2 separate regions of the Ovis aries genome follow, and region 2 is linked to region 1. Evidence: chromatin contacts called from public Hi-C data. All regions are on one chromosome and are shown on one strand. Each heading gives the region's core, a stretch centred on a gene start, on an enhancer-like site or on the middle of the called end of the contact. The rest is flanking DNA. Distances are from core to core; before and after follow the strand shown. Region 1 has its middle 30 kb from the start of NTSR2. Region 2 overlaps LPIN1 (lipin 1).

Region 1 (5,817 bases), core at 883-3,382:
GAGGGAGGGTGGTAAAAATGAATGAAAACAGAACTCGTCTGTCTGTGCTATGGCGATGAGGTACGAGACTGAACCAGGGAGATTATACAAAATAGTTGAGAAACAGTTTTAGTACAGCCACTGCCCAAACCAAAGAGACATCCAACCAACCAGAAGGGACACATCAGCCTTGGATACACCAATTAGCATGTCAAGTATTTTTTTACAGGGTGACTAAAACAGATTCTAGAATCCGACCAGCTCAAATCCTAGATCCATCACAGACTATCTGTGTGACCTTGATCTAGTCCTTTAACTTTTCTGTGCTTCAACTTTTTCACCTGTAAAATGGGGCTGAAACTACATTGTTATGATAAGGATTGAATGTAAATAAACTTCAAGCACTTAGCCCCAAAACAGCTTCATAGCACACATTGAATAAATGTCATATTATTATGATGGTGACCAGTACGTGTAATTTAATGACAGAATTGAGGTCCGGTGAAGCTTCTCACTGGTGCTGAGTCCACTGTGCCTGTCTCCTCTGCCAGGGGCTGTGAACAAGCTTAAGTGCTGTTGGCTGCTGCTGCTAAGTCACTTCAGTCATGTCCAACTCTCTGCAACCCCGTAGATGGCAGCCCACCAGGCTCCTCTGTCCACAGGATACTCTAGGCAAGAATACTGGAGTGGGTGACCATTTCCTTCTCCAGAAGAGCGCTGTTGCAGTTCAGAGCAGAGAAACCGGCGAGCACAAGATTAGTCACGTCTGGTCACTAATTATTTCCTACCTGCCCTGCCCTGTCTAGGTACTGAGTTCATCATTAGGACAATTGCGAAGGTGACTAAGCCTTGATTGCTTGAGTGATTCAGAGATTAGAGTGGAATCACAACACACACGTACTGTGTGTCCCGTGCCGCACCAGGTGCTTCCTACATTCAAATTCTCATCATTCCTCTCTAAGTGTTGTGGGTATCACCATCCTGGTTTTTATTGGAGAAGCCAAGTTTCAGAAAGGCTGAGGGATTTTCCCAAGGCCACACAGCCTGTCGGCTGTGCCCTAGATCATTCTGTCCAACTGACCCCCTGCCTACTCACCCTCCATCTGTCTTGTGCTGCCTGACCCAGCTCCTGCAGGTGCCATCAATCGTTTCCACGTCAGCATTTCCCTAACCCCTTGTTCTTAACACCACACCTCTCAACTTGCCTTGCCTGCCTGTCCCCCACTGGACTGGGAGCTCCCTAAGACCAGCCACCAGCTTACTCTTCTTTCTGTTTAGAGCCCAGTACATGTGGCCACTCAATGACCATTATGTTGAATGTCTGAATGAGAGAATGAGTGAATGATGTAACCTCAGGTGTGGTCAGCTGGCACACAGACCATATTTATATTAATAGCACTTATAGTTTCTCAACACAGTAGAGAGCGATTCCCCAAAGGCTTTGCATTTCATATGTCAAAGCTCATGACCCATGGCCATGGGGAAGCAGGGTGGAACTTCAGTTTCTATATTCTCTCTGTTTAATCATCTTTCTCCTGAACATCCTCCAGCAACTCAGACCCCTTAAGTGACGGAGGTGGTGGAGGGTGAGGTGACATCCAACCCTGGCAGGGTTTCCCCAAAGGATTGGAAATTGCACGGCCCATGAAATCAAACTTTGTTAGTTCTCCCAAAGCAGAGCACAAGTCAACTTATAACACACTTTATTCTTTTCCACTACAAATCATGACTTGGCCTCAGCAAGCAAGTGCCCCTTAGAAAGGTTTTATGTAGATATACTTTTTTTTAAAGAGACACAATAATACAGTCCTGCCAATTCAAATATTTGTCTGAATTAATAAGCTCATCTTTTAAGATACAAACAGCCTTTAGAGAGAATAAACAGAGCAAACCTTTTACCCACAGTGTCCACAGATTAAATACACTCAGCAAATTCAGTTGCTCTGTGGGAAAAACAGTTTATAATGGGAGGGGGGGAATGGTGGAGAGTAAGGTCAGAGGGCATGTTTGGGGGAAAAGAATCAGAACCTGATCCACCAATTCAAAAGTGGGCGGGTTTCTGTGCAGAAACAACCACCAAGAAGGTGAAGCAACTGCTGCCCCTGAAGACATTAGATCCACATGACTCTGTTCTTGCTGTTCCTAGAAGGGGCGGGAGAGGTGGGAGCCAGTCACAGCAGCGGACGTTTACATAAAGAACCCGGAGAAAGCCTCTTGACCCTGCGTACACTGAGTTCCTTCTACGAAAGCATCTGGTCTCCTGAGACCGCTGGCCCCCTGCCAGGCTGGGGCACGGGCAGCGGACAAGCGGAGGTGACGGCAGAAGAATCAGGACAGGGCAGGACACGCTGTGCCCCAAGGACTCCAGCCCTGCCTCCAGCCCTGTCCCAGAGCACCAGGCACCGAACTGACCCAGAAGACAGACTTCCACATCCCTGTGCACCTGGGACCTGCAGGGGGAGGTGGGTGGGCTTCCCAGGTGGCGCTTGTGGTAAAGAATCCGCCTGCCAACGCAGGGTACATCAGAGATGCAGGTTTGATCCCTGGGTCAGGAAGAACCCCTGGAGGAGGGCATGTCAACCCACTCAAGTATTCTTGGCTGGAGAATTCCATAGACAGAGTGGCCTGGCGCGCTACAGTACACGAGGTCAAAAAGAATAAGACTGAAGCAACTTAGCACACACCCATGCAGGGAGGTGGGCATTGGATGGAAAGATTGTTGCTCAAGAGAAACTGACAGCTCAGTTGTTTAAGTGCTGGACACAGTGATGCGCTCTGACCATCCAGCTGCCTACACCCTGGCCAGGACTGCAGGCAAAGCTGGGCGCTTCCAGGCTGGGATATCACTCAAAGCTGAGAGAAGCATGATAACCCTCCCCCTGGGGGTGGACTGGACCCTGGAGAGGGGCTTGCTGCTGGCCTGGGGAGATGGGCAGGAGGGGTTGTAATTGGGGTGGGCACAGGAAGGGCTTGGTACCAGGCTCTGCCAGGTGCCCACAGTGAAGAAGCTAATAAGGTGGGAGAGGTTTTTCAGCCAGCAAGATGGCCAACCAAGAGCCCCTCCATTCAGCCTGCCTGTGATGGTGGCCTTTCCCTGTCCCCAGGCCAAGCCTCGTCACTATCAACAACAAGCAAGAAAGAAACCAGCAGGTCACCGAGCTTCAGCGAATGCCAGCTTCCTAGGGCTGAGAAAACAGGCCAAATTCCTTGGTTGTGATGTGCAGACTCCTCTAGCTGGCCAGGCTTTCAAGCCAAGGCAGTGAGAAGCAGGAGCCAAAGCCTGGTGGGGCCCAGAGTGGCCGGGGGCTCTCCTTCCTGCCCCCAACCCCAGCTTGGCTACCAGCCCCCAGGAGCTGCTGCTGCCCCAGTCTGGAGGGAAGTCAGAGCCCAGGGTTGCCAAAACACAGGAGCTGGGCGAGGCCTCTGGGATGTGCAGGGGGCTGGCCTCGGGGCGCACACGGGGAGCCTGGGGTTTGCGGGGCTGCCTGTTTGAATGATGACTTCACTTTAGAAACAAAGAGGGAATAAGCCAGAGCTCCACAGAAGTAGGTGCCTCCTCCTTGGGACCCGAGTGAGGGGACCACGCACCTGCTCTTACAGGATGCAGCCCCATTCTTGGGAAAAAACACCTTCCCCTGGGCCGGAGGCTGGGGACCCAGAGATAGGGTAGGGGGTTCCCTGCTCTGAAGGGATCCCTGCCAACCTGGAAAACCATGTAACAGAGAGCATAACAGGATAGGATCACAGGGAGGGCCGCAGAGGAGCGACAGCTGAACTCAGCCGCGAAGGTGGGTGGGGGTCTCAAGGCCGAGAAGGGGAGGAATCTCTTCCCCAGGGAAAGGATCACGAAGGCTCCAAGCTCAGAGAAGGGGCTCCTGGTGCCTGAGGCTTGATTCGGGGCCAGGAAGGGGCACCCTTGGACCACGCCAAGCTGGCAGTGCTGAGGAAGAAGCTGGCTTTGCTCCTGATTCTCCCCATCTGGCTGGAAAGCCCAGAGGCTGCACCAGCCTGTGCATCAGGTTTTAGGGAGTAGGCCTGCTGCCCCCACACCAGGGAAAGAGAGAAGCCCCTCTTAAGACATCAACTTTCCCATCTCCACTATTGACCCATTCTGTCAACAAGGAAACACACTATCGTCTTGTCTTACTGTTCAGTGCCCAGCAAAGCCCCTCTCTTCCCTGGATTCCCGTGCCAGCTACTGCCCATTTCCGGTCCCCTTCCCAGCAAACTCCTCTGCTTGTTTTCTTTAGTTTCATTCTTGTTCCTCTCTTAAACCCTTTTAGTCTGATTCCCCCGCCTCCTCCACAATTTCACCAGAACTGTCTTCATCGAGGTCGCCAACAGCATCCAGGTTGTAAATGCAAAGGACATTTCTCATTCTTTATTTGTGCTTTTCATCCATCAACAATGTTGGACACCATGTCACTCTGTTGTCCTTAAAACACTTCCTCCTCTGGCCTCCAAGGCACCAAATTCCCTTGGTTGTTCCTCCTGCTCCAATGTTGGCTCTCGTTTTCTGGCAGGTCTCTCCTCTGCCCTCCAGGGACCAGACCGAGTTCCTCTTCTCAAGCTGACTGACTCCTACGGTGACCTCATTCAGTCTCGTGGCTTTAAATACCTACGGTATCCCTGTATCTCCAGCTTCAGCCTCTCTATAGAGTCTAGAATCATATACTCAACTGCCTGCTCGTTATCTCCAAATGGGAAACCTAGCGGCATTCTCCAAATCAGCACGTGCAGATCTCCACTGACCCCCACACCACTCTGCCCGCGGCTTCCCTTGTCTTGGTTGATGGTCACTATAGCCTTACAGGTGCTTGGGCATTCTTCTCTCCTCTCAATCAACATCTGATTCACCAGGAAATCCCAATAGCTCTGTCTTCAGGATGTGTCTGGGATCTGATCACTTATCACCCCCTTCACGGCTCTCCCATTAGTCCAAACCCCCTTATCTGTCTTCTCATTCACAACAGTGGCCTTCTCTATCGACCTCTTGCTTCTCTGATCCTACTGACTATTCTCCACACTGCAACCCAAGAGGTCAGAAAACCTCACTGCTCAGCTCAGACCTTGAAATGGCCAAAATAAAAGCCAAAGTGCTGACAGTGGCCTGGAAAGCTCTGGAAGCTCCCTCCTCCACCCACCCACCCCCCGACCCTGGCCCTGGCTTCACCTCCTGATGCCCCACCTCCCTTGCATTTCATTCCAGCCACGCTGGTCTCCTTCCTGGTCCCCAAATGCTCCGTCTTAGGCAATAGCAACAGCAAAGATCCTTACTGGTTTTTCTCTCCACTGGGAAAACCTTTCCCTACAAATTAAGTGACCAACTCTCATCTGCTTCAAGTATTTGCCAAAATATCACCTTCCCAACAAGCCACTCTTGACTACAGTCTGCCCCCTCACCTTACAATCTCTGATCCGTGGGCTATTTTTTTTTTCATTGCACTTTTAACGCTAACACATTAGATATTTATTATATTTATTGTTTATAAATTGTCCTGTTGTGAACTCCATGAGAGCAAGACTTCATTTTTTATTTGTTTTGTTTTGGTGAGATTTGTTCACTGATGCATCCCAAGTTTCTAGCACAGTTCTTGCCATACAAAAGGCTCTTAATAAATATTCTTGAGCGAATGGAACTGAATGAATTATAGCCTCCTGACTGACTTGGACCTTGGTTTTAAGATGCTCATTTGATGAGCAGCAAAATCAAACAAATAACCATATGATGTCACAGACAGTGGAGTGTCATAGAGATATACAGTTGCTGAAAAAATGATTGGAGAGTGGTACATTGAGCCTTTCAACTGCAATAATCCTTTTTTTAAAGCAGTGGTA
Region 2 (5,119 bases), core at 94-2,593, 73 kb before region 1:
CAACAAAGCTTTCAAGGGGTGGGTGCCCGGTCTATCTTGTGATAGAGGCCAAGGCTGTGACGTCACACGTCCCACGGTAAAATCTGGTGCAGCTGAATGCAAGCCCCACAGGATCCAGTTACATCAACGTTCTAACCATGTAAGCAATGCAGCATTTTGCCAATAGTGAAGAGACAATAATAGATTTTTAACAAAGACTTAAGTTTATACATTTCTAAGGGTTACTGAGAAGCTGAAGCTGAACGGGTATCACACAACGGCTGAAATGACTTTCGGGAGGAACTTACTTATTTCCAATCTTCACCACGAGATTGGGGTCATCAATGAGGGCAGGGTTGTCCGCAAACTGCTGATATGACACGGCCTGTTCCAAAAATGCATCTGTGAAGGCAAAGGAGGGGGGGAATACAAAGAAGATTTAGTACAAACACCAGGCCTGTTTTCACTCCCTCACAAGTATCTTCTGAGAGTTTATGCCATCCAGCTATGCAGACAATCCTATCAAATCTATTTGCCAAGGGGCCTTCAGTTAGTTTTCAGGGTTGTGTCTGTGCATAAATGGAGAGAGATGGGGGCAGCCAGAGGATGGGGGACAAGTGCATCCTTAATCAGGGCACATGTGTTTACATGGGAGCAGGCGTGTAGGAAACACCATAAACACAGGCCCCTGCAGAAGCAGACGACTGGAGCTCAAGGTATGGTCACCCGGGTGTGAGTCACAGTCATTGGTGTGACCTTCCACACCCACCTCCTCGCCAGTGGTCATGAGGATGGACAAAGTCATGAATGAAAGCTCGGTGACCTGCCTAGGGCAGGTGGGGACACCTAGGGCCACCTGGTCCAGGGGTCATCAGCTGCAGTGGCTGACTGCACTCTCTGGAGGTCTCGGGGACACCTCACCATGTAAATAGCATGAGATCCTGGGAAACTAGGGATAAAAATAGGGTGGGGGCTATGATTTAACTCAGATCACCTAAGCCAACCCTGAAACACCCTTCTGACACAGCCAGGAAGGGTCCAGGGCTCACTCAGACACCCCTCCCTCCTCCAGCATTTCTGTACACTTGCTAGCACTCTTTTCCCACTGTTGACGTTCCCACTACCCCGGGGCCCCACCCCACTGCAGGACGGGCACAAGCTGTGCTCAAACACGCCTGACGACCAGTGACCCAGTGGCCTTGTTGTCGCCTGGGGCGCCTGTGTGTGTGCCCTGCAGAACACTGCGGTCAGTCAGCCAGCCGCCACCGAGCAGCAACATTTGGGTCCTGAGCCACAGGGAGTCACGTGCGCTCCTCCATGAGCCCGGGGCTTCGGGCCGGTCCAGCCGGCGGCCAGCAGGGGGCGCTGCCGGCTCAAAGACGGCGGCGGCCGCGCGGTACCTTTGGTGATCTCCCGGTTGTCGCTGAGGCCCCCGCACAGGGAGATGGCGATGGACGGCAGGTCCCTCAGGCCGTCCGACGTGCTCTCCACGCCGCTGTCGACGCCAGAGCTGCCCACGGACTGAGGGGACTGGTTGGCGGAGCGGGCTCCGTTGTCGCTGGCGGGTTTCGTGAGCCCAGAAGGGTCTCCGCTGGAAGGAGAGGAGAGGGAGGGGCTGTGAGGAGGACTTCCCGAGCCTGGCAGGTGGGAGATGTCTCACTCAGATGTCAGGTGACCCCGGCAGTGAGAGGGACAGAGATGTCATCCCAGCAGACCCTCACTAAGGCGCCACGGCAGGCACACGAGCTACATGAATGACCTTAGGAGGAAAAATAACCATTTTTAAACCCCTACGCCTCCCTGCGTTTTTCTCCCAAATGCACTGGAATTGAGGAATAGAGAGCATGCCCTCCCAAGAGGCCACCATCCTGTCACGCCCTTTGCGGAGCCAGGACTCCCCACAAATGATGGAAATCCCAGACCACAGGGCCCCCAAGGCCCCAGGGGACTTGCCCTGGGGAGAGGCAGGGCTGTGCGTAGCTGATCTGGGATGAGGATCACTGACCACCGCAACATCACCTTGGTGTACCTGGGGACATGGCCTCGAGCCTGTGTCCCCGGCTCAAAAGCCATCCCAGGAGGGGGGGACAGCCTGCCCTCACGTCTACACAGGGTCCATGCTTTGACCGGTTGCTCCTCACGGTAAAACATGGAACTCCTGCAGCTTTTTCTCACTCACTTTCTAATCAAATATAAGGAAAAAGCGGCTCCCAGGTTAACATATACAAAACATAGGAAGCATAAAAAGGGCTCTTACTTTTTGGGGAAATACAGGGCAGCGACTTCGGGATCCATGTCTGTGAGGTCATCTAAGTAGACGCCGTCAGCCCCCAGGTGTCGGCTTCGTTTGTCTGAAAAGGCACACGGGTCAGGTCAGAGCACCGTTCTTCAGATGCAACCTCACAGACTTCCGAGCCTCTCTAGAAAGAGCACTTGAGCACCGTGCGCAGATCTGCTCAGAAGGGTCCACTGAGTGAGTCGGGTAGCTTCAGTGAGCCTCAGCTCCCCAGCTGGGAGGGGCCTGAGAGGTACTAAGCACTCAGCACACTGACACAGTGATGGGTATTTTTATTATTATCTGTATTGGTTTTGTTATTATTATCACTAAACAGCAAAGCTTTCACTGAGCACTTCCCCATCAGTACTCTGAAGCCTCCTATATGGTACATCGTTGGCCCCTGGCACCAAGACTGCACCCTTCCAGTTTACTGTGGCCAAAGAATTACATCATCGGTTCATACAGACTAGAACCACCGCGCACAAAGCCACGCAGCTAACAGATGAGGCTTCATGTCATTGGTCTGGACAGGCAGCCAGGTGGGCATTTGACTACATGTATGGAGCCCCCACCATGCGCCAACCACTATACGAAACACCAGGGAAAAAGGTAAAAAGACAGAAATATTCTTGACCTCACAGAGCACGTATGTTCTAGTACGGAAGCCAGGCAAAAAAACAAAACAAGTAATCACTTGAAACAGTGATACACGGTATGCAGAAATTAACACAGGGCAATGCACTAGAGGGAAACCAGGGGCAAGGAAAGCGGGGTGCAGACTAGCTTCATCATCAGTGTCTGGTGCAGTCCCAGCGTGGGGGACCCCAGCATCCCTGACCTGTCCAGTGGAGGGCTGTGGGGGTGGATCACTGCACCATCCCTGAGGCCTCCTTCAGGTCAGATTTTCTACAACTCAATTCTGAGAAAACACACATCCAGCAAAAGGGCAAGGGACTGAACAAGAGAGATGTCCTGTCTCCCCTCTGAAGAATCTTGAACTTTGGCTGGGGGAAGAGGCTGTGGTGGGCAGAGCCCCCAGTGCACAGGAAGGCACTGGGAAGCGTCAGCTTTCTCACCCTTTTTCCTGGAAGGCGAATCCATCTTGCTCGCAGCTACTGGGGCAGTGTGGGCAGAAGGGGCTTTGGGCTCCTCGATCGTGGGTAAAGGGGGGGCTGCTGCTCCCAAAGCCTCAATGTCGTCTTCGTTCACAAACTGTATCTCTGTCTGCGGCTTGTTCTGCTCCAGCAGTGGCTGCACCGGAGACGCCCTGACCAGTGTTGGTGACTGGTCACTAAACGCATCTGAAGATTCACTGTGGATGGCTTGGAAGTGCATTTTATCACAGATTTTCCTGCTGTTCAATGGGCTGGACTCTTTCATCTTGTGTGGTGAGGACTGGATCAAAGGGGCAGGGAGGGAGAGAGAGAGAGAGAGGTCAGCGAAGAGTCGAGTCAACCAAAGGGCCCTGGGCAGGCACAACTGTAAAGGACACAGTGAAGCCTTGGCGGGTGGGAGGGGGTGGCGCACCTGGTGACTCCCACACTTGCTGAAAAGTCTGGAAACCAAGGATAGTATTTCCAAAGCAAATGAACTTTCATATAAAACATTAACTGCCAAATGGGAGTGAGTGAGTGAGTGAGTGAGGGAGTGAGTGAGACCACCAATCTAACACGAATGTCCAGCAGGAGAAAGGGGAATGTATTCACACCACAGGGCGATCAAGGTGCTGAAAGTGAATTACGATATATGGTAACAGGACGAGCCTTGCAAAACTAAACTCTGCTATTAAAGCCAAGATTGGGTTTATCATTACTGGGGGGGAGGCGTCAGAACAGGAATTGCAAAGGGTCAGGGGGCTTCCAAGTTCTGATTTAGTCCTGGTCTGGATGCAGGTCACGTGGACACATTCACCTGTGTGAAGTGTGTGAAGTGAAGATGTTTCAATCTTGGCACTCAGGATCTGGGTGTTTCTCTGCCCGTGTGTTACAGTTCAATGAAGTCCACCCCCAAAACGTGAGTGAACAAGGGCAGACTTGGTGGCTGGTTCCCATGAGTGGGAAAAGGGCATTTCTGACGTTAACTCTCCAAGGAATTTCCAGTTATGGAAAAGATTTATCCAAACAGAAATCAAAACGCAGCTTGTGGGTTGGAAAGCGGGGAGCGAGTATGCCATTTCTGCATCTGATCCTACAGCTTCGAGCACAGAAGAAAACAATGCAATAGTGGATCTGTGGCCGGAACTGTTTTGCCAAAGTGATGGGTTTGCACATTTGTGCCGTTTCTCCAGCAACAGATGACATGCATTTGTAAAGATGGCTGGCTGGGTCAGCACGACCGCTTATAGGCAGGGAAATCAGCATTTTCCATGAAAGCTAAATATAACCTAGAAAGGGAATGAACCCACAGCTTCAGCCTCAACAGACCTACTCTCCAAAGAGCTGTCTCTTTATCACAGAAATGCTTTCAGTCTTCACTTACTCACTCATTTATTTATTCACATCACAAAGATTTACTGGGGATACAAGAGGTGGTATCATCTTCTAAGGGTGTTACAGTATTTACAAATACCCAGCTTGAAATACCATAATATAGTTTGAGATTCTTATAACAAATTGGAATATGAAATAAAATTTCTTGAAAGAAAAGATTGTGACCATTTCATGTCTTCAGAAACTACCTTTGATGGATAGCAGAAATGAGGAAGGGAAAAAAAAAAAAAAAACCTACCTTTGTGGCTTGGGGCAGTTCTCCCCAGAGCCAGAGCATTTCTAGATTATTCTTCTGAATTGTCCTATCCGCAGATTTGCTGACCAGTTCTGAGTCACTTTTAGGTGTTGAGGGTCGGGAAACTGAAGGACTTAA

What was found. Hi-C and Micro-C count contacts between places; a contact is called where the count stands out from the background.
Region 2: a contact with region 1 is called in a Hi-C map of tail adipose tissue, with 6 times the contacts expected there. The contact joins two enhancer-like sites. A contact is called at or near these places in 13 of 16 Hi-C or Micro-C datasets (blood, hypothalamus, liver and 7 more).

Annotation. Positions count from the first base shown.
Region 1 is chr3:20,613,011-20,618,827 of ARS-UI_Ramb_v3.0, reverse strand. It overlaps a transcript of LPIN1 not described here. Among named protein-coding and RNA genes, the nearest start is that of NTSR2, 30 kb to the right of the region's middle. Within about 2 kb of position 2,132, at least 8 of the 54 cell types and tissues checked have an H3K27ac peak or open chromatin away from gene starts, as enhancers often do. A contact at or near this core is called in tail adipose tissue, where this site is marked.
Region 2 is chr3:20,685,460-20,690,578 of ARS-UI_Ramb_v3.0, reverse strand. It overlaps LPIN1 (lipin 1), which reads right to left. Exons shown (of 19, transcript NM_001280700.1): 5 at 4,985-5,114; 6 at 3,334-3,652; 7 at 2,237-2,330; 8 at 1,380-1,570; 9 at 288-381. Among named protein-coding and RNA genes, the nearest start is that of LPIN1, 16 kb to the right of the region's middle. Within about 2 kb of position 1,343, at least 6 of the 54 cell types and tissues checked have an H3K27ac peak or open chromatin away from gene starts, as enhancers often do. A contact at or near this core is called in tail adipose tissue, where this site is marked.